Regions from separate parts of the Ovis aries genome. Here region 2 is linked to region 1. The links are chromatin contacts, called in public Hi-C maps. All regions are on one chromosome and are shown on one strand. Each heading gives the region's core, a stretch centred on a gene start, on an enhancer-like site or on the middle of the called end of the contact. The rest is flanking DNA. Distances are from core to core; before and after follow the strand shown. Region 1 holds the start of GGT7 (gamma-glutamyltransferase 7). Region 2 overlaps PROCR (protein C receptor).

What was found. Hi-C and Micro-C count contacts between places; a contact is called where the count stands out from the background.
Region 2: a Hi-C map of liver shows a contact between it and region 1, with 8 times the contacts expected there. The contact joins the enhancer-like site here to the promoter of GGT7 in region 1. A contact is called at or near these places in 10 of 16 Hi-C or Micro-C datasets (blood, hypothalamus, liver and 4 more).

What each region holds. Positions count from the first base shown.
Region 1 is chr13:64,174,052-64,181,777 of ARS-UI_Ramb_v3.0, forward strand. It overlaps GGT7 (gamma-glutamyltransferase 7), which reads right to left and starts at 3,713. Exons shown (of 15, transcript XM_042230077.2): 1 at 3,499-3,713. The coding sequence starts at 3,667. It overlaps ACSS2 (acyl-CoA synthetase short chain family member 2), which reads left to right and starts at 7,252. Exons shown (of 19, transcript XM_004014514.5): 1 at 7,252-7,495. The coding sequence starts at 7,318.
Region 2 is chr13:64,463,545-64,471,270 of ARS-UI_Ramb_v3.0, forward strand. It overlaps PROCR (protein C receptor), which reads left to right. Exons shown (of 4, transcript XM_042230086.2): 4 at 1-7,726. Among named protein-coding and RNA genes, the nearest start is that of MMP24, 13 kb to the right of the region's middle. Within about 2 kb of position 3,672, at least 8 of the 54 cell types and tissues checked have an H3K27ac peak or open chromatin away from gene starts, as enhancers often do. A contact at or near this core is called in liver and tail adipose tissue, where this site is marked.

The DNA of each region.
Region 1 (7,726 bases), core at 2,463-4,962:
GTTAAGTGGTGGGAAGAAAATATCATTGATTTTACTGATGTGTAAGGACAACAGCAAGACACTGGGAAAAGGCTAGTTTGGGACCAGAAGAAATAAGTCTTTCAGAAGAAGAAAAATGAGTGTAACTTTTGGCTATTCTGAATTTGTGGGACAACAGCAGGAGCTATCAAAGGCAGTTGGCTTAGTAGGCATCTAATTTGTATTTGCTTAGACACCAGTCCTCATTCAATTTTCTTTTAGAGAACACCAGTTCCCCTCTCTCATTCCTCATTCCCTCCTCCTGACCAGAGTGAGTATATAACCTAGGTCTAGCCAATCAGAACAGGGACCTCAGTACAGTGATTGGTTCAGATGCATGGGACCAGCAACAGCACCAATGATATTTAGACTCCGGGTTGTTGTTGTTGTTTGGTTGCTTGCTAGAATACTGGGAAAGACAAAGACTTTCTTTCTGGCTAGGTTGCTAAGATGATAAGATGTAAGCCTGTTACTGCTGGGGGCTTCGTACCCCCACAAGATGAGAGGCTTTCTGAAGGTGAGCCCACAATAATGAAGGCAAAGCAAAAGATGGAGAAAAGCCAATTCTTTTTCAGGTACTTCATTGCAGCTATGCCTGAAGCCCTATATCCTGAACTTTTCAGTTATGCTACCCAGTAACATTCTCAGTTTTAACTGGGTTTATGAGAGACGAGGGGCTTCCCAGGTGGCGCTGGTGGTAAAAACCTGCCTGCCAATGCAGAAGGTGTAAGAGACGCAACCCCTGGGTTGGGAAGATCCTCTGGAGAAAGGAATGGCAACCCACTCTAGTATTCTTGCCTGGAGAATCCCATGGACAGAGGAGCCTGGCAAGTTACAGTCCATAGGGTCAAAAAGAGCTGGACATGACTGAAGTGACTTAGCACAGCACAGCACATAAGAAACGAACCCTAAAATAGTTTATTTGCTAGAACTCAGGAGAGAGAGCTTAGCAGGAGACTAGGATCATAGCTGGCTTGCTTATTCCCTTGAGGGGAGAATCGTTAAAGATTTTTGAAATAGGGAGTGACATGATCAGAAATGGGGATTGAGTTGGGAGGGGTGGGGAAGAAGGAACGAGGCAGGAAGAATAGCTAGAAGCCTATGGGTAATACAGATCAAAGAGGATGGCAGCTTAGTCTACAGTGGTGATGCCAGGGATGGTGAGATGGAATTTGGAAGATACTTAGGAGGGGGACAGAAAGCATCTGATCACCATCTGGAAATGAGAGGAAGGGAGAGAACCATGGGTGGCTCCAGGGCTTCTACTTTGGGACAGGATGAATGGCAGTGTCATTAATTGAGAGTGACATTGGGGGGAGAACAGATTAATGGGGAAGAGATGATGAGAACAGCACAGAACATGCAGAAGGTGAAGGACTTGCAGGACATCTAGAGGCAGATGTCTGGGAAAGAGAAGAACACGTGGGCCTGGAACTCAGCAAAGAGCAAAGAAAGTTCTCCCCAATCGTGGAGTGGTCACCATCTAGCTCCGTTACCCACAGAGCCTACTGCGGGGTGCCTGACACTTGGTTCTGGGAAACAGCAGGCTAGAGACTAGCTGGGCACAACCAAAGTCCTGCATAGAGGATAGGGCAGTGCCACCCAGTGGAGCCAGGAGATTGAGAACACAGGAGGACATGTTAGCCAGTAGGGTGGTCCTACTGATTTAGAGGAGCCTTGGGGCTTGGAAAAGAGTGACGGAAGACATGGCTACACAGGTAGGATGGCGAGGTCCTTGGAACCTTAGCACACAGCTTGGTCTAAAGAGCAAGTTCCCAGAAACTCCAGTGACCACGGTCTTTGTGGGATTTTTGTACACTTGTGGGCAGAACCTGTATTAACTCCTTAAGGAACTCTCTGAGGTTTGAGAACTCCCTCCTCTGCCATTCTTTCATCTTGAGATCTCTTTCCATTCATTTATTTCTTCAACAATTTTTGCTGAGAGATTAGCACTGTGCTGGATGGTGCATAAAGGATGGTGAACAAGACAGCCATGATCCCATCCTCATAGGGCTTGTAATCAAAAGTCACCCAAATAAATAATCACCAGTTTTGACAAATGCTAAGACATTCATAGGAAAGAAGGATAAAACATATCAGGGGTTCCCAATCTCTAGACTGGGAGATAGGCATTCCCAGTTGAGCTGGAAGAAGAAACTAAGGCCCAGATCAGGGTATGTGTGCCCATAGACACACAGTGAGTCGGGGCAGTGTTGGGACCAGAAGTGGTATTCTTGACTCCTGTATAAAGAACCTGGTTTCAGTCCTGGTATCCACCAGGACATATCCTCCCACTTCTCTCCTGCTTCCTTCTGATTCTGGGGCTATTCCCTTTAAAAAAGAAGTTTTAATCTGTAGCTTTGACATGTGATGGCCATAAGCCTCCCATGGTCCCCTCAAATCCCCTCCATGTAGGCTACAATCGAGTCAGGTTGACAGGGGCTGCTAGTCAGAGCCAGGTGACTGGAGAGTTGTGGACGGGGGAAGAATTGGTGGTTGTCAGCCTAGGAGTAGCTACAGAAGGGCCAGGCTAGAGAGGGCTGGGCCAGAGAAGCAGAATCTGCCAGGCTGGTAAGGGACAGGGCTCAAGAGCAGGCACTGAGAGGAAGAGAGAGTGAAGCAGAGGATGCTCTAATGCCAGGAAGTGACGTTGAGGGAATGAGGGATGGTGGGGGGTGGAGGATGAAAAATGGAGGGGAGGACAGAGCTGAGCCACATGGACAGGAGAAAGAACATTAGGGAAAAACTGCTCAGAGAGCTTTCAGCTCCAGGTCTCCCCCAGGTCCTGTCTCCTGCCTCCCTATTTCCACCTCTTGCAGTTCCTGTAGAGTGCTGAAGATAACACAGTAAAATTCTGGAGCCTGCTTGCTAGGGGGCAGGGTACCTTACTAACATTCTGGGCAGAGTGAGGTAGCCACAGAGCAGTGAAGGTGCTCTGGTCCCCAAGGACTTTGAGAGGTCATATGGTCCATCCCCCTGTCTCCCAATACTCATCATTCACAGACAGCTGAGAACATACAGAGATTTTCAGCTTCTTCTCATGGTCTTTCCTTCCCACAATCCCTGGCTGTGGGGAAGTTCTTCTCAAGATCTACCCTCTATCCATCCTGCTGCAGTCTCTGACTTGATTTCTCCTATTCTGTTCTCTGTGACTAGAGAAAATCCTCTGCTGGTTGATCACAACTGTTCCTTAGGAACTCCCCTTCGACATTCCTTCCTTATTAGTTGGTTCTTCGCAAGGGGTAACCCCAACCCCTCCTACTGCAGTCTCCGGCATCCCTTCCCTTGTCGCATCCTAAGCCTCCAAGGCAGAGATGCATCCCCAACCCCACCAGAAAATTAACAGAGACAAGGGAGGAAAAGGGCGAGGTCCAGGAGAAGGGTATCAATTAGGGAGATGGAGCTGGAGGTGATGCTCCGCGCAGATGAAGGAGAACCAGAGACGTCCCAGGGGGCAGGGATGGGGCAAGCGGGCCTCACCGGTATCCGGGTCTCCCAGGAAGGCATCTTCGTCCTTGCGGCCCCTCAGAGGGACCGCGGGCGCCGGCTCATCCTCCGGCAGCCTCGGGAAGCTGGTGATGCTCATGTAGTCCACCGGCGAGTAGGCGCCCAGGGCGCTCTCCTGACTGGCCTCGTTCTCCGCCGCCATCCTCGCCCGCGCCCCCCAGCAGCGCAGCGCCTGCCGGAAGTGCTGCGGCGGGGGCCGGGCGGGGGTGGGGGTGGGGGGGCCGGGGGAGGAGGAGGGCGGGGCCTAAGCTCCTGGACGGCCGGGAGGGGGCGCCTCAAACTCTGACCCAGGTGTCGGGGTTTGACGTGCCCCCTCCCGCTTAGCGTTATCAGCCTGCACCGGGCGCGTAGGTAGGGCTCAGGGTGTGGGTGCAGAAGCTGGAGGACGATCGGGGTCGCGCAGTGGGGAGTCAGGGGGGGAAGAGCATTCAGTAAACGCGACCTTAGTGGCTCGGGGCACCTCACGCAGCCCAGTGACCAAACCCCTTCTTCCTTCTAGTTTGAGCTAGAAACCTCCTCAGACTCCAGGTTCCCTCATCGGCTCGCAGTCCAGTTCACTGACTGCAAACCTCTCGTCGACCCCAGATGCTGTCTCTAATGCCAAACTTCTCGAACCTCAGACCCCTTCTTGAACTCCAAGATCTTTATTCTCCTATCTCATACTTCCTCCGACCGCAGAGCCCTCTTTCGACTTCAGATTCCGCCTTCATCAACCCCTCTGCCCCCAGCCCCAGCCCCCTAACTTCATCCACAACCTGCTTCATTTTGAGACCCTTCTTGGACGTCTCTCCTGGGTGGTCGGATCCTTCCCTGGACCACCCTCCTCAGCATTTCGCCAACTCCTCTTTCAATCACAATCCCTTCTGGGAACCCTGACCTATTAGCAAGTGTTGAACTCATGTTAGGATTTTAAAAGCGGGTCTCTAGATGGCATTCTAGCAATCATGATTTAGTTGGCTGGAATGGGATCTCTGGAACCTGCGTGTTTACCATTATTTAAAGAGTTTTTTATGTGGTTCTGGAAAGGACACTTTGAGAAAGAAGAAATGGTGGTGGTGATGATACGGCAGGAATGGGCTGGGGTGGGAGAGGGTAGGGAATGGGTCTATGGGTTCTTCTATTCCGTCTGTGACCACTTACAAACTGTAATCTTGGGTAAAGTACCTAATTTCGTTCCGTATGGGTTTCTTCATCTGTAAAATGGAGAGAATAATAGCAGCTGTCTCTGGTTGTGAAGATTAAATCGCATATGGAAAGTTTTTAGAATATGGCTTCACACCTACTTAACATAGTAAATGCCATAGTCTTTATCATCATTTCCTTAATCTCGTGGATTCTCATCTTGTCCAACGTGATCCAAATATTTCCCACTCTGACAAATTCCAACTACACCAGAGCTTGCTCTACTACCCAGTCTCCAAGGATGGAATGTTGGTTCCCTTTATTATCAGGCCTCTTGTCCAAATTTCCATTTAACAGTCTATCTGCCTGTCTTCCAGTACTCAGATGAGAATCACATTTTCCTTACCCTTTCCTGGACATGAAGAGAGTATCTGCTTTTTCTCATGGTCTCTTCTTTCCACAATCCCTGGCAGAGGGAGGGGGCTGGTTAAGACCTTGGCCACATATCCCCTCCTCCCCCAGCCTCAGGCTCCAGGCTTAGAGATGACTTTAACCCTGTGAAATCCCTTTGGGGTACAGCATCTGCCATGCCATCTGTAGACAGGAGAGGGCAGCAGTGTGTTGGGAAACCGCTCGAGCTTAAGAGAAGAGCTGGGAGGAGCAAGAGGTAGAGGGCTGCCCAAAATTTTGTGTGTGGGACTGGAAGAGGACTGTTTATACTAGGACCGTGTGCCCTTGGACTAGAACTATTTGCCATCACTTCATGGCAAATAAATGGGTAAACAATGGAAAGAGTAATAGACTATTTTCTTGGGCTCCAAAATCACCGCAGATGGTGATTGCAGCCATGAAATTAAAAGACGCTTGCTCCTTGGAAGAAAAGCTATGACCAACCAAGACAGCATATTAAAAAGCAGAGACATTACTTTGCCGACAAAGGCCCATCTAGTCAAAGCTATGATTTTTCCAGGAGTCATGTATGGATGTGAGAGTTGAACCATAAAGAAAACTGAACACTGAAGGATTGATGCTTTTCAACTGTGGTGTTGGAGAAGACTCTTGAGAGTCCCTTGGACCACAAGGAGGTCAAACCAGTCAATCCTAAAGGAAATCAGTTCTGAATATTCATTGGAAGGACTGATGCTGAAGTTGAAACTCCAATACTTTGGCCACCTGATGCAAAGAACTTACTCCTTAGAAAAGATCCTGATGCTGGGAAAGACTGAAGGCAGGAGGAGAAGGGGATGACAGAGGATGAGATGGTTGGATGGCATCACTGACTCAGTGAACATGAGTTTGAGCAAGCTCCAGAAGTTGGTGGTGGACAGGGAGGTCTGGCATGCTATAGTCTATGGGGTCACAAAGAGTTGGACATGACTAAGCGACTGAACTGAATTGAATTTAGGATGTGCTGGGCATGAGATTAGTTGGACGAAGAACAAGAGAGCAGGTGGGAAGGGAGGCTGGGTCAGATGGGGTTCTGCGTAGGCTTCAGGAAGTGGGGGCTGCCTGCTTCCAGGCCTCAGAATCACTCTTGGAGTTAGGTACTTAAGGATCCTGCTTGACATGATGGCTGTTCTGTAAGCGGATGGGTGGGAGTGGGCCCTTCTTGGTGGTGAGTGCAGAGAGATGGAGGGTCCTGGCTGGTCCCTCCTTTCTGGAGTGGAAGGCATAGAGGGAAGCTGGAGGTATTTGAGCCCAGGTGTCTCTTGATGAAGTAAGAGACTGGGAGGGAAAGAAGGGTGTGACTGATTTCTTCTATTTGCCTAGACTATTTCACAAGCCTCAGCTTCAGCCAGATAAGGTGGTAAAAACTTCTGGAGGCAGGAGATCTAGGTTTGGGCCAAGTTATGGTCTTTTTTTCTGGGACTTTGTACAAAGTCCTCCCTTTCCCTGAGTCTACAATTTATGCAATGAAATGGGTTTATTAGCAAAGACTTGAGGCGCCTCCTAGTCTTAACTTAATGAATCTTCGCGTTTTAGGTCTGGATGGAAATTTGTGGAAGCAAGGAAAGTAAAGAACTCTCCTTAGGAGTGGAAGAAAATCTGAGTTTCCTCAGGGTAGCGGTTAGTTCCCAGAGCGAAAGTGTGTCACCCGGAAAGGACCCTACTCCACCTGGCTTTTCTACTCGGTAGGGTGACAGGCTTGTGCAATCAGATCGCGGGGCGGCTCCTCGATGGGCCTGACCAAACTCCGTTCGTTAGCCCAGCTCTTTCCTGCTCATGCCCCGCCCTAACTCAACTCTGCATCTGTAACTCCAAGACCCCACCCCACCCTGGTCACTCCATGGTCCTGCCTCCTCTCCTGTCACATCCAGCCTTGCCACTCCCGGTCACTCCACGGGCCCACCCTCTCTCCTGTCACGCCTGGCCCCTCCCGTTCTGCTTTCCCGCTGAGGCTCCACCCCTTCCGCAAGTAAGCTCCGCCCCATACCCCAAGCAATGCTCAACTTTGGCCTATGGGTTTCTTTGCTAGACCTGGTGCCAACACCACCAGGCACGGCTCCGCCCCTCTGGGCCTCTCCCTCTTGCACCTGCCTAAGCCCCGCCCCGCGCCCCGCCCCCAGGCCCCGCCCCTTCTTAAGGCCCCGCCCCTCGGTCGGCCTGTTTTCAGCGCCTGGGCGCCAGCTGCTACCGCCAAGGCGGCTATAGTGTTCGGAACTTGAGGTGATGGGACTTCCCGAAGAGCGGAGCCGGAGCGGCAGCGGGAGCGGGGCCCGGGAGGAGGCTAGGGCCCGGAACCCGGTGCGGAGCTGGTCTCCTCCGCCCGAGGTCAGCCGTTCGGCGCACGTCCCCTCGCTGCAGCGCTACCGCGAGCTGCACCGGCGCTCCTTGGAGGAGCCGAGAGGTGAGGCAGGGCCCGGGCGGGCCTGAGGGACGTCAGCTAGAAGAGAAGTGGGGGTTCACAGGAGAGGGAGTAATTAGGGGTGTTCCGTCGGGAAATGGAGGTTCCGTGAGGAGATGGAGGTTCCCTTGGGAAACTGGGGAGTTGGTAAGGAGATAGAGGTTCTGTTATGGAAGAATAGCGGTTCTTTAAGGAGATGGAAAAGGGGTTCCGGGAGGAGGGGGGTTCTCTGAG
Region 2 (7,726 bases), core at 2,422-4,921, 290 kb after region 1:
TCTCAACAGACTACTAGCAAATCATATCCAGAAACATGTAAAAAGGATCATAATTCACTATGAATCAGAGTTTACTCAAGGTAATTCAATGCTGATAGACCATCCAAAAATAAATTAATGTAATTCACCATGGTGACTTAGTTGCTAAGTCATGTCCAACTCTTGCGACCCCATGGACTGCCAGGCTTCTCTGTCCATGGGATTCTCCAGGCAAGAATACTGGAGTGGTTTGTCATTTCCTTCTCCAGGGGATCTCCCTGACCCAGGGATCGAACTCAGGTCTCCTGCAGTGCAAGCAGATTCTTTACCCACTACCACAGTGACAGACTAAAACAGAAAAAAACACGTTAATCTCAACTGATGGAAAGCATTAACAGAATTCAACATGTTTATCATAAAATCTCACAACAAACTAGGAATAGAAGGAAACTTCCCTAACCTAAAAGAAGGACAGTCAGCAAATGGGCATCATCCTTCGAGACTGAATGACTTCTCCCTAAGACTGAGAACAATATTCACTCTTGCCTATTCAATATTATCCAGAAAATTCTAACTAATGCAACAAGGCAAGGAGGAAAAAAGACACATGGATTGGAAAGGAAGAAATGAAACTGTCTCCATTAATAGCCAACGTAATTGTCTATATGGAAAACTCTATTAAATCTACAAAAAAAAGTTCCTAAAACTAGTTAATGAATTTGGCAAAGTCACAGGATACAAAGTCATAATATAAAAATCAATTATATGTTGGACTTCCCTGGTAGTCCAATGGCTAACACTCTGAACTCCAGATGCAGGGGCCTTAGGTTCGATCCCTGGTCAGGGAACTAGATCCCACATGCTACAGTTAAGAGTGTGTATGCCGAAACTGAAGATCCTGCATGCCACAACTATTAATAAGACATGGCACAGCCTAAATAAATAAAATTGAAAAAAATTAATTATATGTCTATATACCGGCAATTGGAAAATTAATTTATTTTTTAAAATATTTATTTGGCTGCACCTTGTCTAAGTTGCAGCACTCTGGATCTTCAATCTTCATTGGGGCATGTAAGATCTTCTTAGTTGTGGTGTGTGGGATCTAGTTCCCTGACCAGGGATTGAACTCAGGCCCCCTGCATTGGGAGTGTGGGGTCTTAGCCACTGGACCACCAGGAAAGTCCCAACAAATTTAAGTAAATAATAATTTTCAGTTGCACCAAAATAATGAAAGTCTTAAGGATAAATACAACAAAATATATGATGGATCTTTATGCTGAAAAACACATCAGTGAAGGAAATCAAAGCAATACAACATGTTCATTGGTTGGAAGCCTCAATTTTGTTAAGACGTCAATAGTTCCCCAATTGACATACAGACTCAACACAATCCTAATCAAAATCCCAGCAGGAGTTTTTGTAAATATCAATAAGCTGATTTTAAAATTTATATGGAAAAGCAAATAAACTAGAAAGCTAAAACAATTTGGGGAAAGTAGAACAGTGGTGGAGAAATACCACTACATTGATAAATGTAGCATAGTCTAGCAAAAGGATAGATGCATAGATCGATAGAACAGAACAGGGAGTCCAGAAACAGACTGACACAAATCCAGTCAGTTGGTTTTTTTACAAAAGTGTGATGGGAAAGATTACCTTTTCAACAAATGATGCTAGAGTAACTGGACTTTCTTATATAAACGTGTGAACCTGACCTGTATCTTACACTTTCTATTTTTTAAATTTAATTGCGATGAATCTTGGACCTAAATGAAAACCTATGAGACTTTTAGAAGAAAGCAAGGGAGAAAAACCTTTGTCACTTTAGACAGAATTCTTAAATGCAAAATTAAAGTTCATTAAAGGAAAACTTGATAAATTGGACTATAGGGCTAAAGACACCATCAGTGTGATCAGGGCTTAAGGGTGGAAGACAGTTTGGACTACAAAGGGTTAATAGATGGGCCTTTTTTTAAAAAGATATTTTTATTTTATGTATTTATTAATTGGATGCATCACAAATTGGAATCAAGATTGCTGGGAGAAATCTCAACGACCTCAGATATTTCAGAAATCTCAACAATCTTCACTGAAGGACAGGGAAGCCTGGCATGCTGCCATCCATGGGATCAAAAAGAGCTAGACATGACTGAGCGGCTGAACAACAAATGTGGAATTCAGGTCTTAGTTCCCCAATCAGGGATCTAACCCGGGCCCCACTGCAGTGGAAGCTTGGTGTCTTAACCACTGGACCACCAGGGTAGTCCCAATACATGGACATTTTTAGGGAATGATGAACCATTTTGTATTTTTACTGTAGTGGTTGGTTTCATGACGGTACCTTTGTCAAAACTCACACAGCTATAAACCAAAAAGTCAACTGTACTGATAATAACTACAATTAAGTTGTATATATGGATACATATACATTTATTATAAGAATGGATGGATGTATATCTTTATGAATTTTTTAAGAAGATTTTCTCATGTTGCTTTCAAGGCACATCTAGCAGATTCTGTATTTGTATAATTATTTTTCTTGAGACCAAGATTTGTTGTTCAGTCGCTCAGTTGTGTCCGACTCTTTGTGACCCCATGGACTGCAGAACGCCAGGCTTCCTTGTCCTTTGCCACCTCCTGGAGCTTGCTCACTCATGTTCATTGAGTCAATGATGTTATGCAACCACCTCATACTCTGTAGGACTGCCTTAATCCTTGTTAACTTTCCATTTTTTCTTATTCCACAGAAGCTAAAGCTTCATCATTTGGAATTTATTCTTTTTAAAAAAATTTTTGTCTGAGAAGCATTGACCAGTGATCAATCTTAACTCCTTGACCGGTGATCATACCTATGCCCCTTGCATTGGAAGCATGGAATCTTAACCACTGGACTGCCAGGGAAGTCCCTAGAATGTATTCTTTTTGAGTTGCTTTTTAATCGCTCAGTTGTGTTCAACTCTTTGCAACCCCATGGACTGCAGCACTCCAGGCTTCCCTGTCCTCCACTATCTCCTGGAGTTTGCACAAATTCATGTCCATTGAGTCCATCCTACCATCTCATCCTCTGTCACCCGCTTCTCCTCCTGCCCTCAGTCTTTCCCAGCATCAGGGTCTTTTCCAATAACTCGGATCTTCACATCAGGTGGCCAAAGTATTGGAGCTTCAGCTTCACCATCCATCCCTCCAACGAGTATTCAGGGTTGATTTCTTTTAGAATTGACTGGTTTGATCTCCTTGCTGTCCGAGGGACTCTCAAGAGTCTTCTCCAACACCACAGTTCGAAAGCATCAATTCTTCGGTGCTCAGCCTTCTTTATGGCCCAACTCTCACATCCATACATGACTGCTGGAAAAACCATAGCTTTGACTATATGACCTTTGTCAGCAAAGTGATGTCTCTGCTTTTTGATACACTGTCTAGGTTTGTCATAGTTTTTCTTCCAAGAAGCAAGTGTCTTTGTCAAATTCCTAAAAAAGTAATTAGTTAATTAATTTCTTTAAAAAGAAAAAGTCCAACTCCTATTATTGGGGGCAATAAAATAAGATACTACCTGCCATGCCGTGTTAGCCAGGGCCCCTTATTGGGTTAACTGGCTGTCGTTGTGGATGGCAATGCGCAGGCGTCTGAGGGGCTGGGACACAGGACAGACGTACTTTGATGAAAGGAAAGGGAAAGAATGGGCTGCAACAGCGCAGTGAGTGATAGGGCACTAGAGGGCAGAGGTGGAAGGGGGCGCAGGCAGTAATCAGAGCAGAGACAGGAGCCTGCCAAGAGCGCACTGTGTTAACTTCACAGCTTTGCCTCCGGTTGGCTCTGGACTCAGGCCAGCCTCTTCCCTGAACTTTCATTCCATCTCTTCTGACTGTCCAGTCTCCACTCACATCTGTTCCAGAGTGTAACCAGATCCTCTTCCTCTGTCTCCGTTTATTCAACAAATATTTATCATAACTGACTCCAATAACACTCTCTTTTGTTTGCACTAAAGCCCTTTTATATCTACTTATCTCTTTTGACCTGTGGGGACAAGAATTAACCTTAATTTCCGAGGAAGAAAATAGAGTCTCAGAAAAGTTCAATCATTTCCTCAGAGTCACCCTTTTCAACAACCAAGGACGAGATGCGTTCCATTAGCTGTACTCTGCTGCCCCCTACTGGGCACATAGCATTAGGCCCAAGACAGGCATAGCTACTACAATTTGTGTTCGTATTTGTTAAATTAACAAAATTAAATTTGGATTTCCCCTGTGGCTCAGATGGTAAAGAATCCACCTGCAATGCCGTAGACCTTGGTTCTATCCCTGGATTGGGAAGATCCCCTGGAGGAGGGAAAGGCTACCCACTCCAGTATTCTGGCCCAGAGAATTGCATGGACCCAGGGTCGCAAACAGTCAACACGACTGAGCAAATTTCACTTTCATTTTGGAGAAGGGAAAGGCTACCCACTCCGGTATTCTGGCCTAGAGAATTCCATGGACTGTATAGTTCATGGGGTCGCAAAGTGTCAGACACTACTGGGCCACTTTCACTTTCTTTCTTTCAACAAATATTTATTGAGATCCTACCATGTGTCAGAAAAAAGGCAGGCATGGTCCTTGTGCTTTTGGAGATTATGACATAAGAGGGGAGAGACTTCCACAAATAATTATATAGTTACAATTTGAATAAGTATTATAAAGTATAAGGTGCTATATGAGGGTATAGAATGGAGGTATGTAGCCTAGTCTGGAGGCTTAGGGGAATCATGCATGAAGTGTAATTCATAGGAATAGGATGTTTATTGGCTATGGAGGAGGTTAAGGAGGTATCAAGGATGCCTTCCAGGCCTCTTGCATGAACTAGGCCGATGCAATACTGTGACTCAGTTGAGGAAGCTTAGCAGAAGATGATATTCTTAATAGGACAAACATGAGTTTGGTTGTTGGGTTTTTTTAACATGAATTCTGTGGGACCTTCAGGTATAAATGTGTAATAAGCAACAGGATTTAGGAATTTGGGGACAAGATCTTAGGCTAGAATAAGAAATCTGGGAGTTGTTGGGATGCAGCTGGTATGGAAAATTGTGGTTAAAGGATGAAATCTCTTAGTAAGAAAAGAGCAGAAAGAGGAGGGGAAGTGGGTTTAGGGGCTGGATTATGGGTCTGCAGAATATTACTCAGTGCCCACTGGAATTCCCTCAAAGTCTTGCTTTTAAGCGAAAGCAACAGAGAAAGACTTGTCAGCACAAATTGCTAGGAATACAAATAACCAAAGGCAACAAGAAACAGAAACGAAACGGAAAGAGAAGAGGGATTATAACTGAAGTGCAAGACTCCTGAATTGAAAAGGTCAAGTGGAAGAGATGGTCCTAGAAAAGGAAACTTAAGGTGAAGGGTAGAGGTAGAAAGGTAAATCAGAGTATGATGGTGCAAAAGCCCTGGGAAGAATGCATTTTAAGAGGGAGACTGCCAACTGCACTGGAAGTTATGAGGAAATCAAGTGAAAATTAAATAAATAAGTTTTTTAAAAAGGAAATCATGTAAGGACTTCCCTGGTGGTCTAGTGGTTAAGAATCCATCTTCCAGTGTAGGGGACACAGGTTCAATCCCTGGTCCAGGAGGATTTCACATGCCACGGGGCAGCTAAGTCTGTGTGCCACAACTACGGAAGCTCAAGCACCATAGGGCTCATGCTCTGCAACAAGAGAAGCCCCTGCAAAGAGAAGCCTGCGCACCTCAAGGCAACTAGAGAGTACTCCTCACTTGCTGCAACTAGAAAAAGCCTGCATGCAGCAACAAAGACCCAGAGAAGCCCAAACTAAATATATTAGTTAATTATTTTTTAAAAAGAAATCAAGTAAAAATTATTTACCTGACCCTCCTGATAAAATTGAAGTCCAGTTGCAGAGGCCCAGAGATTGAGAAGACCAGGCCAGGACCTCCTAGGAAACCCTCCAGAGGCTACCATAATGTGTTGTTTTGAACCGATGGTCTTCATACAATTTCTTTTCCACATACCACTCAACATGATTTTGATAAATGATGTCCCCTATAATGAAAAGATATTTCCCTGATAACTGTCAACAAAATGAGAAGGCAGCCTACTGAGTGGTAAAAGATAGTTGCAAACGATATATCTGGTAAGGGGTTAATAACCAGAATGTAACGAGAACTCATACAACTCAACATCAAAAAAATAAACAATCCAAGTGAAAAATGAACAGGGGACCCAAACAGATGTTTTTCTGAAGAAGACACGTGGATGACCAACAGACACATGAAAAGATACTCAGCATCACTAATTATTGGGAAATACAAATCAAAACCACAATGAGATATTACCTCCCACCTATCAGAATGGCTATCATCAACAAGACAACAAATAAATGTTGATGAGAAAGTGGAGAGAAGGGAATCTTCATGAACTATCGGTAGGAGTGAAATTGGTCCAGCCGCTACAGAAAACAGGATGGAGGTTCTTCAAAAAATTAAAGCTAGAACTACCATGTGACCTGGCAATTTCATTTCTAGGTACTTTTGTGGGGGGAGAAAAAACCCATAAATTAAAAAAGATATACATCCCAATGCTCATAGCAGCATTATTTACAATAGCCAAGATATGGAAGCAACCTAAATATCCATTGACAAATGAACGTTTGAAGAAGATATGGTGTATATATACAATGGAATATTTCTCAGCCGTCAAAAGAATGAAATCTTGCCATTGGCGACAACATGGATAGATAAACCTACAGGGTATTATTCTAAGTGAGTTGTCAGACAGAGAAAGACGAATACCATATGATTTATTTATATATGGAATCTAAAAAACAAAACAAATGGACAAACATAACAAAACAGAAATAGACTCATAGATACAGAGAACAAACAGGTGGTTGCCAGAGAGGAGGGAATATGGTGAGGAAGATTAAGTACAAACTTCCAGTTACGAAATAAATGAGTCACAGAGATGAAATGCACAGCATAAGGAACATAGTAACACTGTTATAACTTTGTATGGTGACAGATAGTACTAGACTTATTGTGGTGACTACTTTGTAATATATAGAAATATCAATCGCTATATTGTATACTGAAACTAATAGGGTTATAGGTCATTACACTAATACTTAAAAAGAAAAGATCTTTCTCAGAAACTGATACTCAGGGAAATGCTGCCCCCTTGTCACTTCCAGGATTTTTTGTTGCCCCAGGCAATAAATGTATTTTTAATTGCCCCAGGCAATTGGTACCACAGTAAGATTCAGATTGGCCCAGGATATGCCTTTCTTATGAAGGCTAGCAGAACTACAATTATGAAGCAAAAGCCAGCTTGAAGCCTCTAGCCCAGAACTTTCTCTGGTAGAATATATACAGAAGTAGAGGATCTGGAAATAAATTCCCTTAAAAATGATGAGTACTTGAGAACCCCATAGGAAGTCCCTATAGCATAGGGGTATCACATACCTCCATTTGAAAGCCAGTGTTACAAAGGATTAAAGGCAATCTGAAACTACTGCCTGGTTCCTGGAACTGACTGATGGGGTCAGTTGGACCTGGTGAAATCAAACCCCTATTTTTAAATGCCTGAAGGGTATAAAAGGAGATGCAGAGATAGGGGTGGGTGACTTGGGGGGGTCCTCCAAAGACTTTCAGTTCCTCCAAAGGCTTCAAGCCCCTTCTTCCCCTTCAGGGGACCATTTGAAACTATCATGGCTCTTAGAATCAAAAGCCAGTCATCGGGGCCTGCTGACCTCAGTGAAATTAGA